7 separate regions of the Mus musculus genome follow, and all the other regions are linked to region 1. A link is a contact called in public HiCAR-type, HiChIP or PLAC-seq and promoter capture Hi-C data. All regions are on one chromosome and are shown on one strand. Each heading gives the region's core, a stretch centred on a gene start, on an enhancer-like site or on the middle of the called end of the contact. The rest is flanking DNA. Distances are from core to core; before and after follow the strand shown. Region 1 holds the start of Akap1 (A kinase (PRKA) anchor protein 1). Region 2 has its middle 20 kb from the start of Dynll2. Region 3 holds the start of Dynll2 (dynein light chain LC8-type 2). Region 4 has its middle 19 kb from the start of Srsf1. Region 5 holds the start of 2210416O15Rik (RIKEN cDNA 2210416O15 gene). Region 6 overlaps Cuedc1 (CUE domain containing 1). Region 7 overlaps Cuedc1 (CUE domain containing 1).

Region 1 (2,654 bases), core at 81-2,580:
CCGGAGGGAAAAGGTCCGGTTAGGCACAGGGCGTCTCAGAGGTCCCTTCTGCACAGCCCCTGACTATCAGCACCTTCCCTCCCGGAGAAAGGAAACAGGAAAAGATAGGACACAGCAGTAGTTGACACCAGAATGTAGGCTCCTTTACGCGTATGGAGGCTTCTCTACGCAGGTTTTTACCTATAACCCTGGCAAAGTCCCCCCATGACCCCTGCAAAGTCCCTCCAGATCACTGTCCTGGGACGGAAAGAAAGGTGGGGCGCGACACGTGACCCTGGACCTCCCCACCCCCGCAAGAAGTCAGCGGGCACCTCTAGCTAGAGGTCTCCCACCTCTTAGGACATGCTTATGGGGCCACAAACTCTAATTCCCTTCGGACACCCAAGCTCACGACCTCCGGATCCTAATTGGTCTTATGGTCTCTCCACCGCCAAAAGGTTTGGGACCTGTCTTGCATCCCATTCTCCCCGCTACAACGGCAGAGTCCGCTCCAATAATTCGCGGCACTGAACTCCAGGAATTGTGTCTTCCTGCTCCGGTTTGCCACCACTGCCGGGCCAACCCAGAGTCAACTGGGCCCAGCAGTTAGAAAGTTAGGAAGGGAAGGGGTCCCCAAGGACCTCCTCTCCCGCCTTGGGCACTGGGTCCTTGGCAGAGACCGCCCCAGTGCCTCCTCTCCACGCGTAAACTGGGTACACACGACCTTTGAAAAGTAAACGCTAGCGAGACTAGACGACCTTGGTTGGGACGCGCTCGGGCAGGCTACCCAGAAGGGTGAGCCAGCATTGGGAAAGTTGAGGCGCACCGGAGCGCCCGGGGAATTGCGCCCTCACCTCCATCCTAGAGGCCAGTGACGTGAGGGGGGATGGGAGGGGAAAGCAGCGGCTTAAAGCAGCGCCCCGAGCTCAGCGCACGCGATCTGTCAGCAGCAGCCCTGGGACCGGGAAAGACCAGCGGGGCGCGCGGGTCATCAAGGCACAGACCCGCCCGCTTGACAGCAGGCGCGGTGCACAAGGCTCTCGGTCCCCGGAGTACCTGGCGCGCGCGTCGCACCCTGCACCTGCACCCCAGGCTCCCCATCACCCCAACTCGTTCTCTCTCCGGGCCCGGCGGGCGGGTGCCCGTGCCAGCCGTCACTTACCTGCTCCTGGGCGACCGTCTAGGCACTCAATCCTCCCGCCACCGCCCCCTGGCCCCCCACCTAGTCCAGCGGCCCTGCCCCGCAGCGCTGCACGGCGCTTCGGCCGCTCCCCCACGTGCTAGCCCAGGCCGGGCGAACACAGAGACATTAAATACTGAGGACGCGCAACGACGTGCCCGCGGCGCGACGCAAGGCCCCGCCCCTCGCCCTCGGCTCCCTGGCGTGCCCCCCTCGCCCGCTCGCTCTCCTGCGCGTGCGCGCCATCGGCCGCTCCCTCCCCCGACTTGCGCGCGCCTCTCTCCCAGCTGCGCCAAGAGGGGCGCGGTCAGGAGCTCTCCGCTGACATCCCGGAGCTGTACGGGCCCGCCTTGCTGGCGCTCTCGCGAGAGTAACAATATTCACGGCGGGCATGGGAGATGGCCCCTACGTCCCACACTCGGGCTGGGGTGGGTTCCTGGTGTCTGAGTGCTCGGCACAATGAACTTGGCTCGCACGGGGTCTCTGCTTCTTCTCCGGGGAGAGGTGTCAGGCAGGTTCCTGCCTTGGGATGGTGCCTCTCCTGGAAAAGGTTGCTGAGGCTGGTGAGGGACGATGCTACATTGTTCCCCTTGCCTAGGAATCTGGCTTTCCCGTAACCTTGCGAGCATAGCATAGCTTTTCGAGTATAATAGGTGGCCATTGGTTGATCAGTAATGTGGATACTGTGTAGCCCTCAAGGGCAAGTTGATTTCTCATTTTCGCAACTTTAGTGATGTCGAAGGGGCTTTTCTCTAAATGATCTGGGGTTTTGCAAAGTTTGCCTTCGAAGAAATGGTCACCATGAGTCACTGCCTCCCCCAACGACTTGAGAAAACCAAACTACCTGCAGATAATTGTATCCGACGGAGGTTCCACTTGCCAACCAGCCCAGCTCTGATCCTTAAAACCTAGGCACTTTCCTTTACTTGCTTATTTATTTTGATATTCTGAGACTGTGTCTCATGTCTCACGGCCTCAAGCTGGGAAGTTCTAGGTTGACCTTGAACTCCTGATCCTCCTGCCTCCACCTCCCTAAGTGTTGGCATTACAGGGCACTTTCAGTGCACATTTTTTGAACGAAATATAGGAAAGGTACCATACTAAGAACCAACCATTACTTGGGAAAAATCTTCACTGGTGATCAAATGTGAATTTTAAGTTTTAAAAAGAGACTATGCATACTGAATATAATTTTGAGTATCTACTGTCTAACTCATTTATTTCTTTTTCTTTTTTTTTTTTTTTTTTTTTTTTGGTTTTTCGAGACAGGGTTTCTCTGTGCAGCCCTGGCTGTCCTGGAACTCACTTTGTAGACCAGGCTGGCCTCGAACTCAGAAATCCACCTGCCTCTGCCTCCCAAGTGCTGGGATTAAAGGCGTGCGCCACCACGCCCGGCTTCATTTATTTCTTGAGCCAGCACTTGGAAAGCTGAGGGAAGATTACCACAATTTCAAAGCACCCTGGGCTACAGAGTTGAGATCTCAAAGTACACAGC
Region 2 (2,654 bases), core at 72-2,571, 900 kb before region 1:
CAGCCAGCAAACTCAGCAGTCTGCAGACTGGTGCCTCCCCAGCAGACCTCCCTCGCCTCAGGCCAACCTCAGAAACAGAGGGAACAGCTGCTGGTGTAAGGTATACGGTAAGATCCCGTTGATAGGTTCAGACTTCCACACAAGATGAAGAGTCGCCAACAGCCTTATCTTCTTGTCGAGCAATCAAAATAACAAGGCAAGAATCTGGGCACTGCGGGGAAGGCTAACGGATGACCACAACTGAGAGACAGGAAAATAAACAATGAGAGTCCCACCGTCCTGCCTAGGTGCGGATGAGGGGCAGCTAAGGAAGCCAAGGATTACTGAGCTCTGGAGAGTTAAACAGAGGCCAGAGGACCAACCAAGGTGGCCAACTGCTGGAGAGCTGAGTGCCACGTAGAGAGCAAGCCCCAGAGGTGTGCAGGGCCTCCGCTCTGGTATTCAACAGGACATTGATCAGTACATGTGTGTAACAAAACTATCTGACGCCCGAGAAAGGCGAGAGAGCCATAGCCACGTATTTCCTGCCTAGAGCCAGAAATAAGAGTGAGGGTGAGTATCCTTCCAAGCCTGCCTAATGAAAGCAAGGCCTGGAAGGACCAGACTGTTACCAGATAAGTGAGTAAGGGGGGACCTGAGTTCACTCCTCAGGATCCACGTTAATAAAAAATGGGACATGGTGACTTGGGTTTGTAACCCCAGCACCAGGCAAACCTCGTCAGGAGAGCTCCAGGCCAGTGAAAGATCTTGTCTCAAAAATCACAGTGGACGGACCGTAGAGATGGCTCAGTGGTTAAGAGCACTGACTGCTCTTCCAGAGGTCCTAAGTTCAATTCCCAGAAACCACATGGTGGCTCACAACCATCTGTGATGGGATCCAATGACCTCTTCTGGTGTATCTGAAGACAACTACAGTGTACTCCTATAAATAAAATAAGTACATCTTTTTAAAAAATCACAGTGGACGTTTCTTGAAGATAACCCCAGAGGTTAACCTCTGACCTCCACATGCACACACATAAAGTAAAAATACAGATGCAGTGCTCAGCAAATAACACATTCAATAAGTTACATTTCCACCCTTGCAAAAGCCTAGACAAAATGGCTTTTCCTAGCTGCACATCCGCTTAAGACTGTGGTTTAAAAGCCAAAACAGAGCGTTCAGGAGAGCATAATTTTCCAGGCTCTGGGAGTGGTTTTTAACACAAGAGTTCTGGTTCCAGCATGGCCTTGCCACCTGCGGCTCAGGTCAACCAAACCTCTCCGGCTCTGTGCTGCAGTATTCCTTCAGACCAGAAGATGGCGCTGCTTCTCCACGGGTATTCAAGTACATTCACGTTTTGAAGCTTGAGGGTTTGAGGGTTTGCATACCCAGGACAATGGTGCTTGCTAGGTAAAGCGAAACACAACGGAGGATGTGACCTCGTTTTCGAGAACCTTACATTGGAGTCATTACGAAATATGAAACTAGAACTTCTCCGGGTAGAAACGTCAGAAAGTGCTAGCTGCTGTAAAAACTTTCCTTCCAAAAGCCTAAGCTACTTTCCACAAGGCACACAGAGACCAAAACATTTTTTTTTTCAGGAGCTGGAGGGATGGCTCAGTGGTCAAGGCTGGCGGAGGATGAGAGTTCAGTTCTCAGCATTCACATAAGGCAATTCACGACCACCTGTAACTCCAGTTCCAATTCGGAAGTTTAGTCCATTATCATCATGACAGGCAGCATGCGGACAGACACGGTGCTGGAGGAGGAGGAGGAGGAGGAGGAGGAGGAGGAGGAGGAGGAGGAGGAGGAGGAGGAGGAGGAGGAGGAGGAGGAGGAGGACGAGGAGGAGGAGGAGGAGGAGGAGGACGAGGAGGAGGAGGAGGAGGAGGAGGTGAGAGGTCTACATCTGGATCCGTAGGCAACGGGAAGAGATGGTGAGCCACTAAGACTGGATGGAGCTTCTGACATCTCAAAGCCCCCCCGCCCCCCCCCGCCTCCCCCGCCCCCCCCCCGCCCCCAAGTAACACACCTCCTCCAGGGAGGCCACGCCTACTCCACCAAGGCCACACCTCTCAATAGTACGAGTCCCTAGGAGCCTCTGGGGCCATTTTCATTCAAACTCCCACACAACTGCAGATGGAAACCTAAACGTTAACCCAAATGTCTAGGGTTCTGTCCAAACGTTACAATTCCTACTTAGAAACCGGGTCTTAAAAGAAGTAGCAGGAAACCGAATCTGGCCCAGGGCAGGTGCTCTCGGGACATTTGCTAAAATGAGTGAAAGTTTCTCCTGCGTGTCACTCCACAACGCAATGGTTTCCATCTCCACTTTACAGGTGAGAAACCCAAGATTGTCCATAGGGGCCTGACTCAAACTTTGAACCTTTCTTTGTTTAAATGTAGGTGTGCTCTGTCTACCTGCCAGAAGAGGGCATCAGATCCCGTTTCAGAAGGTCATGAGCCACCAAGAGGTTGCTGGGAATGAACTCAGGACCTCTAGAAGAACAGCCAGAACGGTTGAGCTCCTGATCCAAACTTTAAACAGCCCAGAGGCAACACCCAGCCAGGCACGACCAGGTGTGATGGGCGTGCCCCTAATCTCAGCTTTTAGGAGATAACAGCCTTGCCCTCAGGTACACAGGTACTAGGAAGTGTTGGCACGTCCAGT
Region 3 (2,654 bases), core at 40-2,539, 880 kb before region 1:
GTTTACAAATCCAGAGGTTGGGGGTGGAGCCTGGCTACAGACAACGAAGTATGAAACTGGCACCATTTTGCCAAAAAAGCTCACCTGCTTCACCGCCTCCTCCCCAAAGTCCGAAGGATCAACTTTGTCACAGTAATTAAAAGCTATCTTACTCTCTAACAGAGAGAGCCTACGATTACATAATGCTGGTCTTGTGACTACAATGCCACGATTCTTCACCCTTGGCCCCTCAGGCGTCGCAGAAAGGTGAGGCCCAGCCCTGGCAACCCCTATCCAAGGTACCAGTGAGAAAAGGCTAGGGAGCCAGACGCCCAGCGATCCTTTCCTAGGGAGGTGGGGGGAGGGGGCGGAGCTGGGCCTCCAGATAAAAGGATGGCCAAAGGGCCCCAAGCCAGCTTCCTGAGTCACGAGCCAGGAGCTCCTGTGAAAAACGCAAAAGGAGCACTCCAGGACAGTTCTCAACCTCTGTCCCTGGTCTTGCGACAAAAAAAGAAAAAAAAGGGGGGGGGGGCTAAGCCTCCAAATGACACGGACCGCCCTGCACCATTCTTTAACACGTACAAACGTTATTGCCTCGTTTCGGATTTCCAAAGGGACCGTAACCCCTCGTCCCAAAACACCGCCCCCACCATCTTTTCCTCTAGCGGGCAGGGACCCCCGAAGGGCAGCACCTGGGAAATGAGAAAGCATCCACCTCCCCGCCGCCCTCCGGATCCGCAGGCCGCAAGCCGGTCCTCCGCCCTCCCCCGCCAGGCCTGGAGAGGCGCCGGAGTGACCCGGCGACCTCGCTGCAGGAAGGACGCCCCGAAGGGTGGCGGCGGGAGGAGCCGCGTCGAGCCCGAACCCGCACTGGCTGCCCGCGCTCCCCGGACCGGAGAGGCCTCCGTGCACCACGGCTGGCTCCCCTCCCCGGGGCTGCGGGGCCTCCAGCCAGGGCACGAGGGTCTCCAGAGCCTGGGCCGAGTCGAGCGAGGGCTGCCCCCCGGGGCCCCAGCTCACCGTCACGCAGGCGAGTCCGCACAGGCCCCTGGGGAGCAGCGCTGGGCTGAAGCAAAGCTCGAGCAGGGGCGGTGTCCCCTGGGCTCGTCCTGCAGCAGCAGCCGCTGCCGCCGCGGTATCCCCCTGCTCCCGCAGCCCCGGGGCCGAGCGCTCGCACTGCTGGTCGCCCTCCGAGCTTCCCCGGACGCCCGCGCTCCGCCTCGTGCCACCCGGCCGACCGCCTGTCTCGGCTGATACCTCGCCGTCCGCTCCGCTCCGCCGCTGAGCGCGGCCGACGCGCGGCCCTGAAATAGAGCCCCGCCCCCGCCCCCCTGCCGCGCGCGCCGCCGTCCGCGCTCCCCATTGGCTGCGCCCGCCCGGCCCCGCACTGCGGGCTTCTCCCCGCGCCGCTCTCGCTCCACATCTTGTTTCGTCCCACAATGCCTCGGGGCGGAGGAGGGGGTGGGGAAGGGGAGCTGGAGAAGGTGGGGGGAGGGAGCCGTGGCCTTAGGAGGAGAAAAGAGGACGCATACCCTGTCTGCCCAGGCCCGGAGAGGCCTGACTCGGGAGGAATACATTCCGCCCAGAAAGGAAAAGGGAGAGAGGCGTGGAGAGTCCAGTGCCAAGGAAAAAAGAATGGAGGGATGGAGATTTCAGACTCAGGAGAGAAGGGTCCCAACTTTGGAAAGAGGCAGGATAGGGTATTAGAAATCACCAGGGACAGAGGAAAATTCATTTCCCTAGGCTGGCGACACTTGAGAGAACTGTCAAGCCCCATGGTGAAATAAAGGCAACAGTCCTCAAGACCCCCCCCCCCCCGCGCCCCTGCTTTCACATTCGCTTTTGCTTCTAACTCAACCTTTGTTCACGAATCTTGAGACCTTTCTGCCTATCCATAGCTGGAACCCTAAGTACACTATCATCAAAAATACCGGAGGTACAGCCTCTACCGTTCGGGTATGGCCTTTGGGGGATAGAGGTGCGAACCATTTCTCGGGGACTCCTGTATGAGCTGTGAGGTATCTTTTAAAAAACGACTTCACCCATAGCCCTCAAATATAGACAACACACTGGGGGGAGGTGTCACACTCCTTTAATCTCAGCACTTGGAAGACTGAGGCAGGCAGATCTCTGAGACAGCAGCCCGGTCTACAGAGTGAGTTCCAGGACAGCCAGGGCTACACAGAGAAACCCTGTCTCAACAAGACAAAAAACAAAGTGTAGACAAACACAGATTCAGACCCCTTGCCAGGTCAGCTCCTTTAGACCACACATGGATGGCAGCCTTTAAAGTTCAGGAAGCAAACATTGGTGTGTGTGTGTGTGTGTGTGTGTGTGTGTGTGTGTGTGTGTGTGTGTGTGTGTGTGTGGTGTTACAGAAAAAACATCGGGATTTTTCTTCCTAAGCTTTCATTCACAAAGGGGCTATCTAAAATCTTCAGTGGGAGGTCAAATATTCTGGCCTCGGTGGACGTTAGGAAATTGCCTAGCATAGCTCCTGTGTTCACCTCTTTCTCTCCCCTCACCTAAACCATGAGAAGTCAGACTAGTCCTGGCCTTAGCCTGCCCTGTTTGGGAGTATCATAATTTAGTGTTCATTATGTGTCCAGGACAACTTGGAAAACTGTCCCCTCAGGCTTCTCCATTCCATAGCTCTGTCTTTTTCCAGTAAGGGA
Region 4 (2,654 bases), core at 92-2,591, 840 kb before region 1:
GGTAGGTATGATGGTGTGCTGCTGTTAACTAAAGCAGGGAGATCACAAGCCAGCCTGGGGCACCCAGGAAGACCCTGTCCCAATGAAAGAGCAAAATATCCCCTTTCAGTCTCTGTCTTGTGTTGTCATCTTCCCAGTAAACAACACACAGACACACACAGACATACACACAAACCCAGACACACCCTGCCATTCTTTTCCCTATCCACCCACTCAACCCAAACCTTTGATAATTTGTCTGGTCTTAAACCTGCACATCTTCACTTCCTGGAAATGCCCTCAGTCCAGGGCAGCCTGGGACTGGATGTCCTCTCGTGATGCCCCAGTCCCCCTTCATCCTTTCCACAGTATGCGTCACTGTTGTGCTGCTCTGGGTTGGCATTGTGCCTCAGAGAATCCTCAAAGGATGAGACCCAACCATCCCTCACTCCAAGCCGGTGCCCCAGGGGAATGATGTCTTGATGAATTACAACAGCCTTAATGTGCCTTGGGCAACAGCAGATGCTGTGGACTGCTTCCGAAATACCTCCCACAATCTGAGTTTGGACATGAGCTCTCCCAGTGTTGGTGCTGTCTTGGGAAGTTGTCTTGGGGTGTTGCTGTCTTGGGAAGTTGCCAGTGCTCAGTATGAAGGACCATGAAGGGGACGCCCGCTCTGGCTTCTTGCCTAAGCTCTCCGCTTTCCTGATTAGCCTATAGGTTAGAGGCTCCCATGGATCTCTCTCCCTTAAGTTGCTTCAGTCAAGCACTTTGAATAACAAAAGAAATGACTGAAAAAGAAGCTGCAGCACCAGACCCAAGAATGCCTCCCTGCTGACAGCCAGGCCTGAGGGTTCTCGGCCCAGCAACAGCGATGTGCATTTCTCTCAAAGCCAAGAAAGAAGATCTGGGATCTCAGGTTGTCTTTCCCCCTACATTCATCCCTTCCAGAGTCCTCAAAATAAACACGAGAGAACTGTTCCAAGGACTATAACGGCTTCATGCATATATTTATTGACTCAGGATTAAGTACCCCCAGATTTGGGAAGGGTTCCCCTCCCTGGCATATACTACAGAGACCACCACTGCCACAGTGAGTACTTTTGTGCCTGAATAAATGTTCACAAATGTCCAAAGAAAGGCATCCGAGAAAAGCAGCCAAGGACTCGGGAGGTCGACAACTCTTCTGACCCCGTGCTCGGCTCCTTCAGGCCGGGCCTTTTTATTCTAATCAAGAGACTGCGGGGACGACGATTAGCTCATTGAAGGCAAGAACAAAGTCCTGGCTCCCATTCCCGCTGCAGCCCAGAACTGGGCACAGTGGGAACTAAGGAAGTCCTGTATAGACTGCATTGGGTGCACCAGGCACCCCTCGAGAGGGAGGAGGAGGGAGGGGAGGATGGAGCATCGACTGCAGCAGTCTCTGGGCTACTGGAAGTTCTAATAAAAAGCCTGCCAGATCTTTAAGGAGCGCTCCAGCGCCAGCAGGCTCTGATTGCTCATTGTGTTTAGTTATAATTAGCAGCCCATTCTGCGATGGCAGAGCAGGCAGTGAGCAGGAGCAGGGAAAGGCTGCCGCCCTCACAGCCACCAGGCCCCATCCCTGGGCTGCAAAACCCAGGCTCCTCCACTTCTAGCCTTGCCTACCCCGCATCCTCAAGGCTGGCTAACTTTGACCACTGATTCTGAGCCAACCCCAAACCCCATTCATATGCCCAAGGGGAGCTGTCTGCTGATTAAGGAAGAGCTTGGGACACTGGGAAGTAGGGCACACCTTTAATCCCAGCACTGGGAACACAGAGGCAGGAGGATCTCTGAGTTCAAGGTCAACCTGGTCAACAGAGTTAGTTCCATACAGTACACAGAGGAATCCTGTCTCAAATAGGAGGTGGGGGAAGAAGAAGAAAGGGAGGAAGAGGAAGAAGAAAGGGAGGAAGAGGAAGAAGAAGAAAGGAAGAGGAAGGGCTTGGGCTGAAAATGAACAACCCAGGTCATCAGTCTTGATGGCAAGTACCTTTATTTATTGAGCCATCTAGTGGGCCCCATGCCTTCCTTCTATCTCAGTTTCTATGTGACTGTGTGTGACTTGTCCCAGCAGAATGGTCTTAACTATTTTAAACTGTGACCTTTGAAATAAAGCTTATGTTACATAGTGATAGAGAACTCACATATGTATACGCCAATAGGAAACAAGTTTCATGAAATACTTATTCAGACCCTGCCTGGCATGGCAGTGGCACACACTTTGATCCCAGCATGTGGGAGGCAGAAATAGGAGGATCTCTGTGAGTTAGAGGCCAGCCTGGTCTACACATTGAGTTCCAAGATAGCAAGGGCTCAGAGCTCTGTAGAGAGAATCAATCTCTCCCTCTCTCTCTCTTTCTCTTTCAAGAAGAAGAAGGAAAATCCTTATCCAAATCAAGTGTACTGCATATTCCAGCTTGTGTGTACAGTACATAATAATCTATATGTGGTATATTATTACCCTGAGTTTTACTTCATAGAGAATAGCCTTGAAGTTCTGCCCAAAGTTCAGTACATACATCTGAATTTATGACCCAGCATTGGGTTGAGACCAGTGGACAAGAAGAGGCCAGTTATCTCTTACATTATAAATTAAAACTGTTCAAGCCCAGCAGTGGTGGCCTACACCTTTAATCCCAGCACTTGGGAGG
Region 5 (2,654 bases), core at 115-2,614, 770 kb before region 1:
CCTGAGGCACAGAGAGTTAAGTGCCTGGCCCCAAAGTCATGTAGCAGGTTGAAGAAGTCCTAAAGTTTGGTGCCCACTGAAAACTATTAACCTCTGTGAACACATCCTAGGACCTAGTTTGTTGGAAGAGCAGGAAGGAATTGGGTGCTAGAGAAGGCTACTGAAGAAGCGTGGGGGTTGTTGGGGAAACCTTGTAGGATGGGCAATCTGTGGGGTGGGAGAAATTTCAAAGAAGCCTTAAAAGCACCTGGGGTTGTATCAGAGCCAAGAAGTGGGGTAAGCAGGAGGTTCATGGGTTTAGACAACCAGGTTCCTGCCAGGGCCTCCCACAGAGTGTAGCTCCTGGGATGACTGGGGAAGAAGGCCAGACCGCAGGAAAGAAAAGCTAGAATGAGGCTGGAACAAGTAAGAGATATGCGTCTCCATTTTAGAGGAAGTCTACTTCGGATGAGATGACATTACTAGGGCGATGGCTTGCGGGCAGGGCAGGATCAGGACAGGATTAGTTTAAAAGGGGGCATCTTGAAGTGTTGGTAGGCTTGAAGCAGAAAGGGGACGGTGGAAAGAAAGAACGGATTGGAGTTCTCTGAAGCAGGCAGGAAGTTTGGCTAGAGAGCAGGACGGGTCTCTCACCAGCTGTGGAGAGCAGAGCACAGGGGCTGGAGCCAGGCAGCAGCTGTGGGAAGAAGTAGGGGAAAGGGAAGGAAGGATGGCTACAGCTGGAGAGCAACAGAATACCCAGGAAGAGGGAGGGCAGGGACTGAGCTGGTTAGCCTCTGTGCCAAGAGGTGGCGTTTAGATGAGGGAGGAATGGTTTTGAGTTTGTTGTTAGCCTCCATGAGATCTCCAAGGGACCTGATGCTGGAGACCTGAGGCAGGCAGCAGATAAGAGGGGCTGGGTTGCAAGAGAACCTAACCTGAGCCTCTAGGTGCTCAGAGCAGCAGTAGGGGAGAGTGAAGTTGCTCTGGGTATGAGAAGCAGGGGTGGAGGTGGGGGTGGGGGTGTAGGGAGGCAGGACTGGGAAGCTGCTTCCGGAATCGACCCCAAAGGAGGACATTGAAAAGCTCACAGACAGGCTACTTCAAGGGTGACAATCACAGCGACTAGCTGGCTTTGCTAACGACTTGAATGAAAATACATTTCATAAGCATCCTAGAGGCACGCACAAACAGGAAAATCTCCAGATTGGTAGCCCCCACCCCAACCCCAAGTCCTGAAATGTCAAAGTGACTGGGACAGATTAGAGAAAGATTCTGCCAATAAGCAGAAAAGTGACAGGTGAAGTTAACACTACAGTATAAAGTGACAAACTCGATACCATCATCTAGGCTTTACTGGCCGAGAGGATAAATCCTGAGCGCTTGGTGACATCTCAGTCAGCAGCCACATCGGAGGACTTCAGAGTCAGAATTTTTCACGTGGGGTCCTGATAGTGTGAGGGTTCCCGGAAGCCGGGTGAAGGGGCATGGGCAGAGGGGCCGAAGGGAACAAGGGATTCTCAGAGGTGGGGTTTCTCCCAGGGTATCCTCAGATTCCACCTCGCTGAAGAAATTACCCTTGACAAGCAAAGGATGGAGACTCTGGGGCCTTGGTTTGTGATTTTCACCATCAGATGTCTCTTGGGTGAGCATGCCCAGACTTCTCAGCAAAGATTGTAAGTCTTCGGAAGAGGAGAGGGCTGTGTGCAGGGCTCCACACACAAATGGGCAGGCTCTTCCATCATTCCCTCTGTTCCCTTTTCTCATCTCCAAATTAGTGCACAAAACCAAACCACTTGGAAAATTAACCAGTTGATCGACCGTTTATTAAAACGTTTGTGGAATCCCTTATCGAGGCTCAGAAGCCTTTGAAGTAATGGCGAATGCTGGGTGGAGATAAGATGTTAGTGGGTGGTAACTTTGATTTTCCTAATCAACTTCACGATTTCCTCTGGCCTCAATATTACATTTTATTTCCTGAACTCTAACTCCGCAGAGCTGCCACTTTCCCACACTCCTGATGTCCCCAAGCCCAGAGAGGTTCGTGCATCTTCTACAGCCCTCACTAGTGGCTCCTCGTGTATGTCTGCAAACTCTCAGGTCAGCCTTGCATTTAGGTCCCCCTCTTTCCCAAATTTCCCACGTCTCAGGTCTCCTTGCTTTAACAACCCCTTAAGGTGCTTCCCAAGTCGGCAGAGCCCAAGCGCATCACACCGGGCCATAAAGGGAAGATCACAAGTCCTCAAGAGGAGCGGTCTGTGCAGGAATGCACAGAGGAGACTGTCCCAGTGTCCTCAGAGGCCCCTTGCCCCTTATCCCTCTCCCCTTGCCCCGTATCCTGCGCAACCGCATTGGCCTCGGGATCCCTATTCCTGCTTCCAGTCCTGGGGAGAGGGTCTGGGGGTGTCGCAGCCTGAGCCCCGCCGCGCGCGCAGCCCCGCTCCTCCCCGCGCGCCCCACTTGTGGCCCCGCCGGCAGCTTCGCAGGGACAGCTGCATTTCTCGCCGCCCGCCGCTAGGAAGCCGGCCTCGCCTCGCTTTCTCCGCCTCCCGGCGCCCAGCCGCGCCGCCGCGCCACCAAGCCGGGCTGCCGCTGCCGCCGCGGGACCGCGCCCCTCCCCCGCCGCCCGACCCCAGCGGCCCCGCGGGAGCGGACGCGCGTGCGGTGCTCGGTAA
Region 6 (2,654 bases), core at 67-2,566, 750 kb before region 1:
AGACTCTCTGTGTGAGCATTTTTATACCAAGGGGGTGAAAACTGAACAGCTAGGTTTGGGCCCTTGTTCTTCACTTACTGGTGATGTGACCTGTGCAGACTTCCTAATGGCCAGTGTTTCCTCCCCTCCTCTCGGGGGTGTGGTGAGGATCACAGGAAACGGGTGCTCAGTGAATCACTAATATTATTATTAGAAACCAAGGCCACAGGGCTAGAGAGGGAGCTTGGCTAGGAGAGTGCTTCCCTAATAGGTACAAATCTCTAGGTTTGATCCTCACAACCAAAACCCCACAAACGTGGGGAAGTAGAGGCAGGAGTTCAAGTTCATACTTCCTCATCTCTATGGAGAGTTCCAGCATGGCACGTAAGACGTCTGGGAGAGAGACAGCAAGACAGAGGAGAGAGAGGAAGGGGAGGGGGAGGAAGAGGAAGGAAAGGAAGACGGAGACCAATTCCCAGATTGGACAGATGTAGTCCCTCAGACGGGCAGGAGCTAGAGCAGGGGCAGGGGCAGGGATAAAGAAATGGAGAGACTGCCACAGAGGCAGCCTGGGCCTCTCAGAGGCTTCGAACGAGGATCTTCCTAAGAACCTGGCCCTGTCTGGGGTGTGAGTGCTGGGGTGGACACGCTGCCTCAGCCCCTGGAGCCAGCTCCAGCCACCTGTCATCCCAAGCCTGATCCGTTCCCCTGCCCCTCCACTGGAGCCTCCATGATGGATCTTAGGGATGACTGCAGAATGCTGGAAGGTTCTAGGCTCTTCCTTTCCATCCTGGGTCAGGTATAGGAGGCCTCCTGTTGGACACGAGAGCATTTCCGTCTTGAAGCTGCAGAGCTCGGAGTTTTTTTGTTTATTTTGTTGTTTTGTTTGGTTTTTGGATTTTCGAGATGGGGTTTCACTATGTAACCTTAGCTGTCCTGGAACTCACTCTATTGATCAGGCTGGCCTCAAACTCACAGAGCCATCTGCCCCTGCCTTCTGAGGGCTGGGCTTGAATATGTGTACACCACTGCCTGGTTTTTGTTTGTTTGTTTGTTTGTTTTTTGTTTTTTAGATGAAGACGCCTTTTGGACCACAGAGCAGTTTAAAGGCAAAAGTATGCTAGGCCTCTGCTTCTGAGGAATTCTATTCTCACTCTCAAGAGCCCCACGGAGCCTCCAGGGTCCAGCCCTGTCCCCTTTCCTCCTTGCCTTTGTCCTCTGGTCCCTGCAGTCAGCAGCAGCAAGCTCTGTGGCTGCCAGGTCCAGACTGAGCCTCAGGACAGCCCCTCCCTTTCCTCCCTCAGCAGCTGGGGCCTGGCCTCCACCCACCTCTCTTGGATCCAGGCCCCAGTGATAATGAATTACATAAATAAGTCATTCCCATTAGCAGCACAGCCAGGCTCTGGCCCAGGAGGCAGGGCAGGTCCTGAGGCAGTATGGCTCTGGCGAGCTGCTCCCCAGCACGGTGGCTCCGAGCCCTGAGCCCTGACATTTCTGCTTGGTGTCTCAGGGAGGGGCCTCCATCCTCTGGTCCCTTCCGGTGTTAGGTTTTCAGTCTAGAGGTTCCCCAATTATCACCTTCCAACAGCCATAGGGCCTCAGGACAGGTGTGTTTGACAGTAGTTGGGACCCTAGAAGGGGTTAGAGTTGGGGCGTCTGGTGGTTTAAGCTGCTCTTCTGGGCCTGCCTAGGCTTGGCTGGCAAAGGTGCTCAGTGGCCATGGCAACCCTTGTCTGCCGGCAGCTCCAGGCAAACACTGGCTTTCAAAGGGGGCCTTGTTCCCTGTGGGAGCCTTTTGGTTTGCTGGGCCTTTCAGACCTGGGGAGGAAAAGGAAGACAGAGAGAAGGGGGGCTGGGGGGTGTCGCTGCCTGGGAGAAGAGCACACTCCTGCCTCTCCTCACCCCCTTTGCCCTGGCCCCAAGCGTATTTCCTGGAGGCCACTGTTTTCAGACCTGCTGCTGGAGAATGAAAGGAAGAGTGAACAGAAGAGTGTGCCCAGTCTCCAGGCAACGGGCTGTCTGTGCCGTTTAAAGGAGAGAGGAAAGTCACACACACTGGGCACCTTAGTGTGGGAAGTCCTGTGCTGATGGCGTCAAGCTAGCCATGGCCACCTAAGCAGATTCTTTGCTGGGTATCGAATATGTAACATGTATAACACTGGAGCTGGGAGGTAGCCCTGTTGCCTAACATATACAAAGTTTACTACCCAGCTTAGCATAAAATTGGGTATGGTGGCACGCATGTGTTCTATCAGAGCTGGGGAGGGAAAGGCAGGAGGCTCACAATCTCACGGTCATCACTGGCTACTTAGGGAGTTAGAAGGGAAAGAAACTTGGGCTGCAAGGGGGTTGGAGAGAAAATGAGAGGAGAAGAGAAGAGAGGGAAGAGAAGAGAGGGAAGAGAAGAGAAAGAGGCGCTAAAGTATTCATCAAATGTGAGGCGACCACACTGGCAGTCTACACTCCTGTGCGAGTGTGCCAATGCCAGTAGATTCAGGAGAAATGCTGATCGTGGGCTTCGCTGCCTTTGCAGGGGGGCTCAGTTCCAGAATTCTCCCCTTTCACGTTTTATTGTTATATTCCTAATATATAAAAAACAGGAAAGCTGGAGCCAAAGAGATGGTTCAATTGTTAAGAGCACAGATTGCTCTTCTAGAGGACCCAGGCTTCCAATC
Region 7 (2,654 bases), core at 113-2,612, 700 kb before region 1:
GACTCAGGATGTTAGAGGTGGTGGCAGGTGCCTATACCCACTGAGCTACCTCACTGGCCTTATTTATTTATTTATGAGACAGGATTTTACTATATAGACCAGGGTGGCCTTGAACTCACAAAGATCCTCCTGCCTTTGTACCTTTGTGCAAGGAATAAAGGCACGCACCCACCCCACACACATACTTTAGTTTTCTGTTTTGATCCTGGGTTCTCCCAGTATCAGCCCATTTAGCATTCATCCTGTGCTTACAGGTATGAGCCACCACCCATGAGCTTAACACAGGAGCTGGTTGTGTTATGAATGTCTGCAGAGCTTCATCAAAGTTGGAAGAGGGACTGGACTCCTCAGGGCTCCTTTTATGGCTGCTAAGTGTCAGGGCAGGGATGAAGGATGGTGCCCAAGGGCTGGCTGAGGATCTAGGGCCAGATCTGCCCGTGGGGGAGGGATCTTAACTTCCTTTGGAGTCCTTTGCCCTGGTGCCTCACCCTCAGACACATGTGGCTACAGACTCGGTCACTTGTGTTGATGCAGGAGAAGGAAGAGTCAGGCAAGGTTCTCCTCACGAAGCAGCGCAGATCCACTTAGATAGAAGGAGGGGTTACAGAGGCGTTGTGCCATGCGCTAGTCCTGGGTATGGCCTAACCTCTCACCCTGCTAGCTCTCCAGACTGGAAACCATGTCTCCTCCTAGCAGAGAGTTTGGGCGTCTTTTTTTTTTTCTTCTTTAAATTTATTTTTCTTTATGTGTATGTGTGTGCACCTCTGTGTATACCATGTTTATGCAGGTGCTCACAGAGACCAGACGAAGATTTTGGATCCCTTGAACTGGAGTTTCAAGTGGTTGTGAGCCAGCTAATGGATGCTGGGGACTGAACTCTGGTCCTCTACAAGAGCAGCAAACTCACTTAACTGCCTAGCCATCTCTACAGGACACACCCCGCCCCCTTTACTCCCCACTCCCCCGCCCCTTTCTCCTTATCCCCTCCAGCACTTTCAAAAAAAAAATCCTCGTGAAAAAGAGATGACTAACAGAGGTAAGGGACCAACCCAGGTCACACAACAGGGCGTGGCAACAGTGTTTTTCCCTCGGGTTTCCCTCCTCCCGCCATGTCCAACCTGGCCTCTTGCTCTGGTTGCTGCGCCAGGGTTAGAGAATGGGCACAGGTGTAGCTGCCCTGCAGTTCTGGGGGCTCTGGGAATGAGGCAGGCTTTGTTGTCGTCCGAGCAGCTGTGACCGTTGGGGCTGAGTATCCATTAAGCCGTTTCCGAGCCCTGGGCGGGAGCAGGAGGCTCGGCATTTAAAGGTCACCCGGCTTTTGAAGCTACAGCGACATTAATAGCTTGTGAAGAAAACAAGCCTGTGCAGGGGCCGGAGGACAAGGCGGCTCTGTCAGCGCTGCCCCTCCTCCCCAGGGTGCTTGGCCACACACATGCCGGCTCGGGCGCGGGCGCGCGCGCGCGCGCGCGCGCGCACACACACACACACACACACACACACACACACACACACACACACACACACACACACACACACACACACACACACACACACACACACACACAGACCGTAGCTTCTACCTCTTGCTCATCCACCTCTCCCTCCTCCCTTTTCGAGCCTCTTCAGTTCTGATGCCTTAGAACTCGGCAGACTGCCCTGCACCCACCCCCACGGTGTCCGAGGTGACAATTGTATGAGGAGGCGGCTGCCGAGCCCAGCAGCTTCTCTGTTCACACCGCGTCACCCACTTAAGGTTTCCCTGGGACTTAGCCACATGACCTCATTCTGACCCCTCTGGCCCTGGTATCATGGAGTCTTGCTGAAGCAGTCAGCCTGGGCCCCCCTTCTCTTCCCAGATGGGTAGGGTACAGATGTCACCCTTCAGGTCTGATAGCTTGTCTCGAGGCTCTGCCGCAGCACTGGCTGCCCAGGATTCCCAGTCCGGGTAGGCACTGGAGGATAAAATGCCTTGGGTGGATTAATTCCATCTCCTGAGGAGAGAGCACAGAAAGTGGTGTCTTGACTGCAACCCCAACCCCCACCCCCACCCCTTTCTGAGATGCCTGTGCTATCCAGTGGCTCTTCTGTCCTCCCGTCAGTCCCAAGGGTGGGGGATGGGGCACAACAAGGTTCTGGGAGGGCAGCTGCGGTTAGCCCTTTCCCAGGAGCCGCTGTGGCCTGGGCCCTGGGACACCACCTAGTGGCCTGGTCTGTTGGTGTCACTGGGCTATGCATGGTTCTTAGGCAAGAAATGAGTCCCTTAAGACTATTGCAGGTGGACCAGATGTTCCAAACGCTCCTCATCCACTGACAGAGAGGAAGTCTGGGGTAGGTGGAGATGAGAGAGGGAGAGGGAGAGGGAGAGGGAGAGGGAGAGGGAGAGGGAGAGGGAGAGGGAGAGGGAGAGGGAGGGAGAGAGGGAGAGAGGGAGAGGGAGAGGGAGAGGGAGAGGGAGAGGGAGGGAGAGAGGGAGAGAGGGAGAGGGAGAGGGAGAGGGAGAGGGAGAGGGAGAGGGAGAGGGAGAGGGAGAGGGAGGGAGAGAGGGAGAGAGGGAGAGGGAGAGGGAGAGGGAGAGGGAGAGGGAGAGGGAGAGGGAGAGGGAGAGGGAGAGGGAGAGGGAGAGGGAGAGAGAGGGAGAGAGGGGGAGAGGGAGA

What was found. Promoter capture Hi-C pulls out the DNA fragments that hold promoters and counts their contacts. HiCAR-type assays count read pairs that join an accessible place to other places. HiChIP or PLAC-seq counts read pairs in DNA pulled down with a chosen protein or histone mark.
Region 2: a contact with region 1 is called in an H3K4me3 HiChIP or PLAC-seq map of craniofacial prominence, with 4 times the contacts expected there. The contact joins the enhancer-like site here to the promoter of Akap1 in region 1. A contact is called at or near these places in 13 of 39 promoter capture datasets (the 3T3-L1 cell line, the C10 cell line, the HPC-7 cell line and 8 more), 11 of 115 datasets of contacts at active chromatin or transcription factors (the 230-238 cell line, craniofacial prominence, embryonic basal ganglia and 8 more) and 2 of 9 other capture datasets (adipose tissue and liver).
Region 3: a contact with region 1 is called in a promoter capture Hi-C map of pre-B cells. The contact joins the promoter of Dynll2 here to the promoter of Akap1 in region 1. A contact is called at or near these places in 15 of 39 promoter capture datasets (the 3T3-L1 cell line, the C10 cell line, the HPC-7 cell line and 9 more), 4 of 484 Hi-C or Micro-C datasets (B cells, embryonic stem cells and reprogramming fibroblasts), 13 of 115 datasets of contacts at active chromatin or transcription factors (astrocytes, bone marrow-derived macrophages, embryonic forebrain and 10 more) and 4 of 9 other capture datasets (adipose tissue, embryonic stem cells, liver and 1 more).
Region 4: a HiCAR-type map of embryonic stem cells shows a contact between it and region 1, with 5 times the contacts expected there. The contact joins the enhancer-like site here to the promoter of Akap1 in region 1. A contact is called at or near these places in 5 of 39 promoter capture datasets (the C10 cell line, cranial neural crest, liver and 2 more), 7 of 115 datasets of contacts at active chromatin or transcription factors (bone marrow-derived macrophages, embryonic midbrain, embryonic stem cells and 3 more) and 1 of 9 other capture datasets (liver).
Region 5: an H3K4me3 HiChIP or PLAC-seq map of embryonic stem cells shows a contact between it and region 1, with 16 read pairs. The contact joins the promoter of 2210416O15Rik here to the promoter of Akap1 in region 1. A contact is called at or near these places in 12 of 39 promoter capture datasets (3T3-L1-derived adipocytes, the C10 cell line, the HPC-7 cell line and 7 more), 8 of 115 datasets of contacts at active chromatin or transcription factors (embryonic basal ganglia, embryonic forebrain, embryonic stem cells and 5 more) and 2 of 9 other capture datasets (adipose tissue and embryonic stem cells).
Region 6: an HNF4G HiChIP or PLAC-seq map of pancreatic cancer cells shows a contact between it and region 1. The contact joins the enhancer-like site here to the promoter of Akap1 in region 1. A contact is called at or near these places in 4 of 39 promoter capture datasets (the C10 cell line, embryonic stem cells, liver and 1 more) and 3 of 115 datasets of contacts at active chromatin or transcription factors (embryonic stem cells, forebrain and pancreatic cancer cells).
Region 7: a contact with region 1 is called in an H3K27ac HiChIP or PLAC-seq map of embryonic stem cells, with 6 times the contacts expected there. The contact joins the enhancer-like site here to the promoter of Akap1 in region 1. A contact is called at or near these places in 2 of 39 promoter capture datasets (the C10 cell line and hippocampal neurons) and 8 of 115 datasets of contacts at active chromatin or transcription factors (embryonic basal ganglia, embryonic forebrain, embryonic hindbrain and 3 more).

Annotation. Positions count from the first base shown.
Region 1 is chr11:88,863,256-88,865,909 of GRCm38.p6, forward strand. It overlaps Akap1 (A kinase (PRKA) anchor protein 1), which reads right to left and starts at 1,331. Exons shown (of 11, transcript NM_001042541.1): 1 at 1,142-1,331. All of the region lies in intron 3 of 4930556N13Rik (RIKEN cDNA 4930556N13 gene), which reads left to right.
Region 2 is chr11:87,966,515-87,969,168 of GRCm38.p6, forward strand. No RefSeq gene overlaps it. Among named protein-coding and RNA genes, the nearest start is that of Dynll2, 20 kb to the right of the region's middle. RefSeq lists an enhancer at 1-91. Within about 2 kb of position 1,322, at least 83 of the 459 cell types and tissues checked have an H3K27ac peak or open chromatin away from gene starts, as enhancers often do. A contact at or near this core is called in the 230-238 cell line and craniofacial prominence, where this site is marked.
Region 3 is chr11:87,986,244-87,988,897 of GRCm38.p6, forward strand. It overlaps Dynll2 (dynein light chain LC8-type 2), which reads right to left and starts at 1,290. Exons shown (of 3, transcript NM_026556.4): 1 at 1,000-1,290.
Region 4 is chr11:88,027,105-88,029,758 of GRCm38.p6, forward strand. No RefSeq gene overlaps it. Among named protein-coding and RNA genes, the nearest start is that of Srsf1, 19 kb to the right of the region's middle. Within about 2 kb of position 1,342, at least 60 of the 459 cell types and tissues checked have an H3K27ac peak or open chromatin away from gene starts, as enhancers often do. A contact at or near this core is called in embryonic stem cells and stem cell-derived epiblast-like cells, where this site is marked.
Region 5 is chr11:88,096,694-88,099,347 of GRCm38.p6, forward strand. It overlaps 2210416O15Rik (RIKEN cDNA 2210416O15 gene), which reads left to right and starts at 1,365. Exons shown (of 4, transcript NR_045499.1): 1 at 1,365-1,435; 2 at 1,522-1,624; 3 at 1,976-2,059; 4 at 2,169-2,654. Cuedc1 (CUE domain containing 1) reads left to right here and starts at 2,453. Exons shown (of 11, transcript NM_198013.3): 1 at 2,453-2,650.
Region 6 is chr11:88,117,660-88,120,313 of GRCm38.p6, forward strand. All of the region lies in intron 1 of Cuedc1 (CUE domain containing 1), which reads left to right. Among named protein-coding and RNA genes, the nearest start is that of Cuedc1, 20 kb to the left of the region's middle. Within about 2 kb of position 1,317, at least 235 of the 459 cell types and tissues checked have an H3K27ac peak or open chromatin away from gene starts, as enhancers often do. A contact at or near this core is called in forebrain, liver and pancreatic cancer cells, where this site is marked.
Region 7 is chr11:88,160,094-88,162,747 of GRCm38.p6, forward strand. All of the region lies in intron 1 of Cuedc1 (CUE domain containing 1), which reads left to right. Among named protein-coding and RNA genes, the nearest start is that of Mrps23, 43 kb to the right of the region's middle. Within about 2 kb of position 1,363, at least 256 of the 459 cell types and tissues checked have an H3K27ac peak or open chromatin away from gene starts, as enhancers often do. A contact at or near this core is called in embryonic basal ganglia, embryonic forebrain, embryonic stem cells and 2 more, where this site is marked.